Linked DNA regions of Oryzias latipes: region 2 is linked to region 1. A link is a contact called in public Hi-C data. All regions are on one chromosome and are shown on one strand. The core of a region is the stretch at or near the end of the contact, and the rest is flanking DNA. Distances in the headings are between cores, read along the strand shown. Region 1 overlaps LOC101161357 (synapsin-3). Region 2 holds the start of rerg (ras-related and estrogen-regulated growth inhibitor).

What was found. Hi-C and Micro-C count contacts between places; a contact is called where the count stands out from the background.
Region 2: a contact with region 1 is called in a Hi-C map of fibroblasts, with 1.9 times the contacts expected there. The contact joins the promoter of rerg here to the enhancer-like site in region 1. A contact is called at or near these places in 2 of 5 Hi-C or Micro-C datasets (embryo and fibroblasts).

The regions. Positions count from the first base shown.
Region 1 is chr23:2,295,514-2,300,731 of ASM223467v1, reverse strand. LOC101161357 (synapsin-3) reads right to left here. Exons shown (of 14, transcript XM_004082870.4): 2 at 2,052-2,496. Among protein-coding and RNA genes, the nearest start is that of LOC101161357, 21 kb to the right of the region's middle. Within about 2 kb of position 2,156, at least 3 of the 8 cell types and tissues checked have an H3K27ac peak or open chromatin away from gene starts, as enhancers often do. A contact at or near this core is called in embryo, where this site is marked.
Region 2 is chr23:2,512,293-2,517,510 of ASM223467v1, reverse strand. rerg (ras-related and estrogen-regulated growth inhibitor) reads left to right here and starts at 2,367. Exons shown (of 5, transcript XM_011490862.3): 1 at 2,367-2,555.

The DNA of each region.
Region 1 (5,218 bases), core at 907-3,406:
ATCTCAGACAGAAATGGGTAAATCTAACAAACTAAAATGAAATCAGAGCCAATACCCGATTTTCCAGACCTTATGACACACTTTAAATCCATGATCTTTTTTTTCCTGAAGTAGAAAATCCACCTTAAGTGTGAATTCTAGTTGGGCTTACTGACCTCCACAGCGTTCAGAAACCAGTCTAAATGCTTTGGTAAGACTTTGGTAAACTACTCAGCTGCACTGCTTGATGGAGCATTATGGGTACTGTAGTCAGGAGCCTCGCAGAGTGAAAAGAGCTGTTTGTAAATTAGTTGAATAAAGTTTGGCTGTTTAGTTTCATTTATTCCACCTTTCAGTCCGAGTCATGTTACTTTTTAGGGGTTAAAGAGCCACAAGAGGCTCCGGGGCCTCAGGTTGCAGACCCCTGAACCAGACCAATTGAGTTAATCACAAACCAATTTCTTTTTCCAAATTTAGAAGAATTCTTGCTGGATTTTAGGAGGAAAATCCCATTTTAACTCAGTTCTACCACAATGAAAAGAGAACTGAACTCTCTGGGGATTTTAGCCAGACAGCCTAAAGAAAATTCCAGACCGCCTCGCTGTTTCTGAATAATCTGTCAGGAGGCGGTTTTCCCTCTCAGCTCCTGACCTGATATTCTCACAGAGGATGCGTCTCTACATGAATTCAGCAGCATAACTGAGGTCAATGCAGGTCAGTCCACTGTCCCATCATGCAATAGAAGAGCAATCCTGTAACCACGTTAGGTGAACATGATACAGTACATTCTTTTGTGGTGACGGCAGCTTTGAAATAAGTTCCAGTGAAGAGCAGCGACCTCGCCTAAATGTCTAAGGTGTACAGTCGAATAAAAAATAAAAGCACAACTGTTGCTTTAAATAGGAATTGTAAAGGTAGAGTGAGGCAAATACAGATTTGAACCCCTGCCTTTTAGATAGAATTCTGACCCTCAAAGACCTATTGGTCCACCTTAAAATAGTAAACCTCCACTTCTTATGCTAAATTAGAACCTGTTTCAGAATCAGAATCCTTTTACTGTCATTGTACATGGTGATCCAATGAAACTGTAACAGCCTTAAAGTGGTGAAAATAAAATAAAAAATACTGTAGATCACATCTCTAATCAAAATATGTACAATATGAACAGAAACAATTAAATATTAAATTAAATATTTGAGTTTGTTAGCTGCATAATAGGCACCTGTCCACCCTATAGAATCAGTAAGACACCAACTAACATGGCCAAGGCTAAAGAGCTGTCCAAAGACACCAGACACAAATTTGTAGACCTCCAACAAGGCTGGAAAGGGCTACGGGGTGATTGCCAAGCCACTTTGAATGGGGCTCCATGGAAGATTTCACCTGGAGGGGTCTCAATGATCCTAAGAAAGGTGAGGAGTCAGCCCAGAACTACACTGGTCAACGACCTGAAAATAGCTGGGACCGCCGTTTCCAAGGTTACTGTTGGTTATCCGCTAAGAGGACATGGTTTAAATCATGCATGGCATGGAAGGTTCCCCTGCTTAAACCAGCACATGTCCAGGTCCGTCTAAAGTTTGCCAAAAACCATTTGGATGACCCAGAGGAATCATGGGAGAAAGTCATGTGGTCGGATGAGACCAAAATAGAACTTTCTGCTCTTAATTCCTCTGTTTGGAGGAAGGAGAATGATGAGTATTCATTCATTCATTCGTTCATTTTCTGCCGTTTTATCCCTAGGTTTATGTTTAAATAAACCCTTTTTGTAATTTAGGCTAAGCTTTATTCATCTTACTCATATCTACTACAGTCTTTTGTTGGACCGGACGGAAAAGAAAAGAGGGGAAGAAGAGAGAGGGATGTTAGGGGTGGTAGGAGGGTGATTAAAGAGGAGGGGGGTAGAACCGTGAAGGAGCATAAAGCAACAAGTTGCTGGGTGTTTACAATCAATACAGTCAGGTTTAAAAGTAATAAAAATCCAAAAGGGGGGTGGGGCCTGTCCACACACACACTCAAACACACTGAGACAATAGCTTCTCTACACAGACTAAATCGTTAGACCGTCCACTCACCAGTCTGTGTGCTGATCATCAATCACCAGCAGGATCTTGGGCTTCCGTACCGCCACTTTGCCTGCCTGGCTGCTCCCTGTTGCTGCGCCTTCAGCTGCTGTAGTTGCAGCTGATTTAGCGTGAGCAGCTGCAGCCACATTCTGGGCCATCTGTGCGCTCTTCACAACACTGGAGAAGGAGCTGAGGAAGTTCCCAGAGCCTGGCGCTGAGGCAGATGCAGAGCTTTGGGTGGAGATGCTTGGTGGCTGCCGCCTCTCTGCAGCAGGGGAGGCAGGGGAGGATGTGGACGAGCCTGGAGGGGTCGGGGTCGGCCTCTGCAGATCCATCATGTAGCCGTTGGGAAGGTTGGCCACAAAGCTGCTGTCTGACAGGCGCCGCCGAAGGTAGTTCATGCTGATGGACTTATGGATCGATAACGACACGGGACGGAAGAACGATTCGAGACCTGTGAAGAAGATGAAGCAACATAAAGAGGAGATCACAGAAAACTGACTAAGATCACAAAAACCTGCACTTTTAGAACAAAAATCTGCTGTATTTTTCAGAGTATGGTCGTGGTTTTTGTACAGTTTGGCCGAGGCTGCAACTTTTGCACAGGAGCGACTTGTTTGTGATTTTTGAAAAATTAGTATAGGCTCAAATTAACATTTAGGGATGAAGTTAATTGAAAATCTATCCCACATTTAAATGGGTTCTGCACAAAATCTAGGGAAGAAAAACCAGCTATAGATACTTTGTAGAGGCTGGAGATGAATTGGGAGCTTTAAAAAAATTGTAGGTCAACTTCAACCTCATCCAGGCTGGTCTGTGATAGTTGTCGGAGATTGACCCTAGAACACTTTAGCTCTAAAGAGTTACACCATCACTTTTGCCGTATTGGGTAATTTTTACCCAATATAAAATACCCAATAAAAGGTACTTGTCATAAAAAAATAGATCAAAACATGACGACACATGATCAATTAGAGTGGTTTTCTCTTGTTTTCAACTGTGGTGTGTGCAACAAAATGAAAAAGAAAAACATAGGAAGTAGGTTCAAACATGCTCAAAAATGACTTAGGAATTTGAGAACAAAAATTCCTGCAAAATAACAAAATGGTACTAGAGACTTGGTCTTTATCTTTGGTCCACCCATTCCTGGGACATGTAAGACTTCCCTGGTGAAGGCACAGACTACTCGGCACGTGACAAATTGAAATTCATGTAAATACCGTAGTTTCCGGATTAAGCGGCTACTTTTGTCACACGCTTTCAACCCTGCGGCTCATTCAATGATGCGGATAATTTATGCATTTTCTTCTTTTTCTTTTAATGCAATTTTTCTAACGGCCACTAAGGGCGCTCGAGCAGACAGGCTAAGAGTGAGACGGGGAGTACGGTATTTGTGTCGAGGAAGACAAAGGTTTAATGTAAATTCCCGCTTTGTGAATGAATAGCACGAACAGAACCTCATCATGGAAAATGCAAGACGAAATGCAGATGACGCAGCTTTCAAGTTAAAAGCAATCATTATAATCAGTGTGAAAAAATCCACCATCACCAACGGGTTTGGAAAAGCCGGTCTGACGGAAAAGACAGCGCAAGCACAGGAGTGAATTTACCTCAGAGTGACACTGACAGCGACAACAAAGGAGAGACTGAGAGAGAATGGTCAAGAATGTCTGACGCTATTCCAATCCCACACTGAGGAGGAAGACTTCCATGGTTTCAGTCCACAGGAGGAAGATGAAGAAAGCTCTCTGTGACTTTTACGTCACAAAGAGTTTTTTAAACCAGCCCTGTTAGCGCTCTGTTACGGTGTGTCACTGTTGTGGAAGATAACTCCCGGCGCACACGCTGCACAGCACTTACCTCTGCGTGGCACGCACCTATAAGTTACTGCTGCTCTCAGTGACTTTTACCGGTATGTTTTTTTTAACCAGCCCTGTTAATACCATATTGCTGCCGTGTTACTTCCGCGTCACATGCACTGTTTGGAAAGAAAAGCTCAGGTATATTACTACAACTGTGAAAACTCTGTGTACTGTCTTTCTTTGTAAATATATCCTGTGTTGAACCTTTCCTGCAATTACTTGTTTTTTCTTTCTGACGGTGCTTGGAAAATGCGACCCTTCGGGTCCTTCGGGGTTCAATTCCCCGTTCGGACCCCTCAGAGCCTCCAGAGCTGGTTAATAAAGAATCATTCACCGTTCTTTTGGGGGGAAACCTTCTTTTATTTGAGTTTCCCTTCACTCTGTATATCAAACATGAACGCACATCCTCAACACACTTCTGTTGCGAGCGCTCTCTCCCTCCCTCTTGCTGCACGCCCATACACATCCTTATTCTACAACTCGTTTCAATGCGAACACATGCGGCTTATAGACAGGTGCGGCTTATGTGTGTACAAAACGGTTTATCCTTTAAAAATGTAATGGGTGTGGCTTATAATCAGGTGCACTCTATAGTTTGGAAATTACAGTAGTTTTACTCGGGTTAAAATCACCCGGTGACATTGCTCTGAGGTTAAACTGGTCCATGCCCCAAAAAGGTTGGGGAGCACTGCCATAGATTATATGGTTCATCATAATGCACATAATGCATAAAGTACATTAAATCTGATATCCACCATCAAAAAATTAAGCAGATTTAAAAAGCTGCCAAGCCGTCTAAACTAAACTTTAACGTCCACAAAGAATTGTGATCAAAATTGAGCATATGTGAATCTTGTAATAGACTCTAATTTACTAACAAATCATTCAAGTCTATATAACTTATTGTGCAAAGTTGGCAGATCGCACTGGAAGAAAATGCAGTTATATAACTCAGAAACCCAGTCAAACGGAGCATCATAGGCACTGACTCAAGCCAGCCAGCACAGAGGAAGAAAACCCTTTAGATCTGATTAAAACCTAGGCTGCTCTTCCAGAAAATGCGGTTGGGATGAGATGAAAGTGCATTTCTGACTGAGGCGTCGTGTCTCAAGCGGATGTTCGTGGCTGTATTGTTGTAGTTAATGGAGGGAGAAGGGTCTAACTAGACCACAGCAGCAGGAGGATAAAGATATGGGGCAAATCTTAAATCATCTTTGACAAGTTAATGTGGTGAGGCAATTACCATCAGGAAGCCTTTAGACAAAGACAAAGTTGTAGCTTCTGCTGCATCATTTGAAGGCAAGACATTCAACT
Region 2 (5,218 bases), core at 1,118-3,617, 220 kb before region 1:
CAGAGCTTGGCCCCTCTGTCCCACTCTGCTAAACCCCCGTGCTTGACCCAGCCTGACAGAAAACTCAGAGGAAAGGCCACCATGCTCTGATCAGAGAGGAACTGACTCTGGAGAAATGGAACCGGCATGAAGTGAAAAACACCCGGCAATCCTTAGCCGTCCCATCAAACAGTTCAGATGAACCCAGTTGAACTTTTTGGGAAGGAGATGGGGTAGCGTGCTCCAGTTGTGACAATTAAGGCTGACAATTCCCCAGCTGTTGTGATCCTCCCACTGGGTCAGACATGATCGGCTCATAATGTCACAGTTAGGCAAGCAGGAGGAAACCCAGATGTCCGATAGAACCACAAACGCGTTTGTAGCAGTCCAAGGGGTTTAATTACAAAAGACATATTTGAACAAAGTACTAGAGCTCAGCAAACTAGGCAGGGAACAGAACGAGCAGACACTGAAGGCTTGGAGGTCTGGATAACAGTCAGGGTGGCAGATCTGGAGGACCAGGAATGAGCAGCCCTGCCTTAATCCCTTAACTCAAGGAGATTGCTCCTTTAAAGCTGTGGCTCCCAAACTGTGGAACAAACTCCCACTTTCCCTACGCTCACTGAACTCTGTCAACACGTTCAAAAGGCAACGTGAAACCCTTCTCTACAAACGAGCTTTCCAGTCCCAACAAATGAGCCGTTGTCTGGCTGACTAGTCTTGTTTTATGTACTTTTAAAATTGTTTCTGTATTTCAAGTTCTCTTAAGCACTTTGCGACTCATGTCTGTGAAAGGTACTATGTAGATAATCTTGATTTACTGTGTTGAAGTTGCTCTCGGTGAGAAGGCGCGGGCTGGTGTGGGTTTGTCCAGAAGCCATAGCTTGGTTGCTAGTTGTTGAAGTTCAACCGGAAGGGTTGATCAGAAGGTCATGTTCTGCGCCTTGAAGGTGTGTAACAGAACTCTGCCCCAATGGTGAACCCCATTGTCATCTTGAGTGACCCTCATGCCCATGTGGGCTACGGCAGTGGCACCTGCATGGGGGTGAACCTGAACATGGGCCACGTGTTGTTTTTGGACTTGTGTGATCATCACAGTTTCCCAATATCAAACACAGTGTTCATGCACAAGTGTGTCTATTAGTGCACTTGCCCTGGCAAGAGGGTTTGGAGCGGTTTAGGTAACCATTGGCTGTGTTTCTTTGTCACTCAGGGAGAGAGGGGAAGAGATGTCAACCAATAACTAGCTCATGATGAGCTGAATCCGCTGGTGGGTGAGGAGGCCGGGAAAGAGTTGGCAGACCCAAATGTCCTGTAGAAGATTGCTGGGAACTTCTGGCTTAGCTCTCTGTCTAGAGCCGTGGTCCCAAACTACCACCTGCTGGCCAGATGCAGCCCGCCTCCACATTTGACCCAGCCCCCTGAATGACATCACAGATGCATGATTTTTTGTAAAGTGGGTAATAAGGGTTTTCACATCCTTCACACAAATCCAGAGGTGGAATTTCCTCGCTCCTAAATATTCATCAGTCAGCTGTCAGCTCTATCAGAACAAAATGGAAGCGTTTAGGAACAACAGCAACTCAGTCACTAAGTGGTCGACCACGTAAACTGATGGAGAGGGGTCAGCGGATGCTTTCAACTCAACACAGAGGATAAAAAGGGACACACCATTTTATGGGTTAAATTTTAACTTAGAAAAAACAATGAACTCAGGGTAAAAAAGAAATAAAATAAAAAAACCAACAATGTATCGCAAGAAGTAAACCCAAGAAGAAGTAACCCAAGAGTTTTAAGAGCGTAGCTTTTTCATTCAAGTTTCAAATTTATAATGTTTTATATTTATTTTAAGTTTATAATGTGTACTTTCCAATTAAAAACAGATTTTAGCATTTCTTTTTTTTACCTCCAATTTGCTTAGTCCTTTTTTCTTCCCTTTAAGCTGCTCTTGATTTGACTCCATAAACGCCACACTGATCACGAATCTGCTTCACCTTTTTGAGATGTACAACTTTATTTGCATTAAATTACCATTTTAATTTTAAAAAAGCGTAACTTTTTCCTCATACAATTGTAACTTTTTAAAAGACAAATTTAGAATTTTATTCTGGTGACATTTTGACTCCTAATTTTGAGACATTTTTGTCATAGATTCATTGTTTTTTTTCTTTTATCGTGGCCCTTATACTGTTTTAAATTTAGCACTGTTACTAGAAAAAATTCTAGTTAAAAAAGTCATTATAAAAACGTGTCAGTCCAAAACATTTTCGTAAAAGCGTGTTAATAAAACTAGAAAGTGTTTTACCTGCTGCTGCCGCTAGGTGTCAGTGTGGTCCTCCTGCAGCAGCAGCAGCAGCAGCCTCCCCTCGGCTCCGCTCCGTATATTTCCTCCCTCCTTGTGCTGCGTGGATTCATTTACCTCCTCCTGAACTGCGCTTCGGTCCACCTCCAGAACCGGCTCGGTCGCCTCGGTCTCCATCCTCACCCGAGGAGCTCGCGGAACTTTTTCCTGTAGCATTCCTCCTCACCTGATCCATCCGCGGGGGGGGTCTCCTGTCTGCAGGCAGCAGCTGCTGGTGAGTCTGTGCCTGCGGCTGCGCTGAGGTGACGTCCGTCCCGCAGACCTGCTGCGCAAACGAGGGGCTTCACCTGCCAAACTGGCGGGGCTTTCAGGGGAGGTCATGGTAGTGGGGTCTGAAAAAAGGAATCCTTCTATCCTTTCATTTGTGAAACTACACTGAGGGCGGGAAAAAACCCTCTTCTTGGGCTCCAGGAGGTAATTATTATGCAGGGGCAGTTCTGGTGAAACAAAAAGCCCCAACCTCTGAGGATTAAGGGTCAGTCGCCCCAAACAGGGAGAAGAGTGCAGACTGAGCTTCCTGAGAGGGAGCAGCTGGTAGGTTGAAAGATTGTTTGATTGGTTGTTTGATTGGTTGCTGTTCATCGTTCGGCATATGTTGCACAGGTGCTTTTGGAAGATTTTTTTACACCAGACGCCCTTCTGACACAACTCTGTTCTGATTGATTGTTTGATTGATTGTTTGATTGCTGTTCATCGCTCGGGATATCCTCTCAGGGATCCAGCTTTCACTGATTTGCACATTGCAGGTTGTTTTGGCAGAGATTTGTAGCCAAATTCCCTTCCTGACACTCAATCAATCACACCGTGTGATAGTAAACGTGTGTGATTGATTGATTGATTAACATAAAAAAATTGATTAACCAAATGACAGAACAAGACAGTTTATTCAGAGCATTTTGTTTGTTCACAAAGATGCTTTTTTAAAGTCCCACTTTGATCATCTTGTGATCTTTTTCCAAAGTGGTCCTTTTGATTATGATGACGCTGGTTTGAGCCCAAATCAAAAACCGTTGTTTTCTAGGACATTGTTTCTGCAGAGCGGCAGGAGTTCAATAGAAATTCACCTCTGAGTTTTGGGTGGGGCTGTTGTAAGATCCCTCTCCCTTAAGCTAGCTCACAGCCCTTTGCAAGCCCAACATAACATTAGCAGTGCAACAAAATGGCGAGAAATATTGTAGTTATCGGGCCGCACAGTTGGATGGATAGAGAGATGGACTTTATTAATCCTGAGGGAACTTACATATCCATTCATTGCTCCACAAAATCCACAATACATTTAATAGAAAGAAATTTTAAAAAGTACTTGAGGGACAAATAGTCATAAAAACATCAAAATAATTGAACTTACTAAAAACAGAGTAAAAATAATAAAAGTAATAAAAGTTTGAGAAAGATATCTATACATCTTCTATATCGCTGCTTCAAGCTTTTTTTAGTTCCATTGCTTCTTCTACTCTGGATTCACAATAATTTGATAGAAGAAACGCTCTGAAAAGCAATTTGGAGCTTAATTCTCTTTAAATATGTCCTCCATCATCAGATAAATGTTAATCGGAACGGATCTTTAATTGTATTCTTTTGTTAAAACGATGAAAAATGTTTGTCTTTCTCTTCTATTGCAGTCGTATACGTTTTTTCCTGTTACAAGAAAACATTAGATGTTCTTTAGTTTTGCTTTTGTGAAGCCCATCCATCCATCCATCCATCCATCCATCCATCTTCAGAGCCCGCTGAATCCCTTTTGGGGTCACAGGGTTGCTGGAGCCTATCCCAGCTACTGTTGGGTAAAAGGCCGGGTTGGTACACCCTCAACAGGTCATCAGACTGTCTCAGGGCTACGCTCTCATTCATACCCAGGAACAGTTTAGATTCACTATTTTACCCATGAAGCATGTTTTTGGACCGTGGAAGGGAACCGGAGCAAACCATCTCGTACACGAGGAGAACATGCAAACTCCACACAGACTGGACGCAGCCGGGATTTGAACCCAGGCCCTCCTGCGACGAGGCAATAGGGCTCTTCCTTTAGTTATTCTTTTCAACTTTAAGGATTTATTCTTCGATTGCACCTTGGATCACGTGTTGAGCAGTAATTCCCTGTTCTGCTGGTGGTGTTGCTGGTTTTCCTCTTGTCTTCTGATGACAGGCCTGTGGTTTGATTCCCTTCTAGAACTGCTGGAGCCGCAGGTCTCCGCCCAAAGCTTGGAGCACAGCCGCCTGTAATCTCTGTAAACCACAGCATCACCACCCAAAAATCAAGTTTCAGAATAAAAGAAAAGAACAATCCAGCTGGATTTTCAGACGCACACACTCAGTTTGGATGAGCTTCTTGTGGGGCGGAGTAATAACCAACAGTAAAACACGAGTATGTGTACTAAGAGCTCAGGGCTTCATCTATTATCATGTTGTTCTGAAGGTTATTTTGGGCCTTAACTTTATTTTTACTAAGAGATACTTAAAAAGAAAAAATAAAGACCTGGTCAACAGCACTGCAGCTCAAAATCCACAGAATCTTTCTGTGTTTCTACAGAAATAGTATTTGTCAGTCACAGATTCTGCAGGTTGATCCATGTCAAAAGCTGTCGTTGGTCAGTGATATTCCTCATAGAAACACTTCTGGCGGCTGTGGTTCAGGCAGTTGAGGAGGGCGTCCAATGATCAAAGGGTCAGCGGTTCGATCCCCGCTCCCCCCAGTCAACTGTCATGTACTTGGGCAAGGCACTTCACCCTCCCTGCCTCCAGTGTTGCTCCACTAGTGTGTGAATGTGTATGAATGTGGCGGTGACAGTCAGGGGGTCCGTAGGCGCAAACTGAGTGCATGCCGAAGGTTAAACCACGTTCAACTTTGACTAGTCAAGGACTTGAAAGTGACGTATG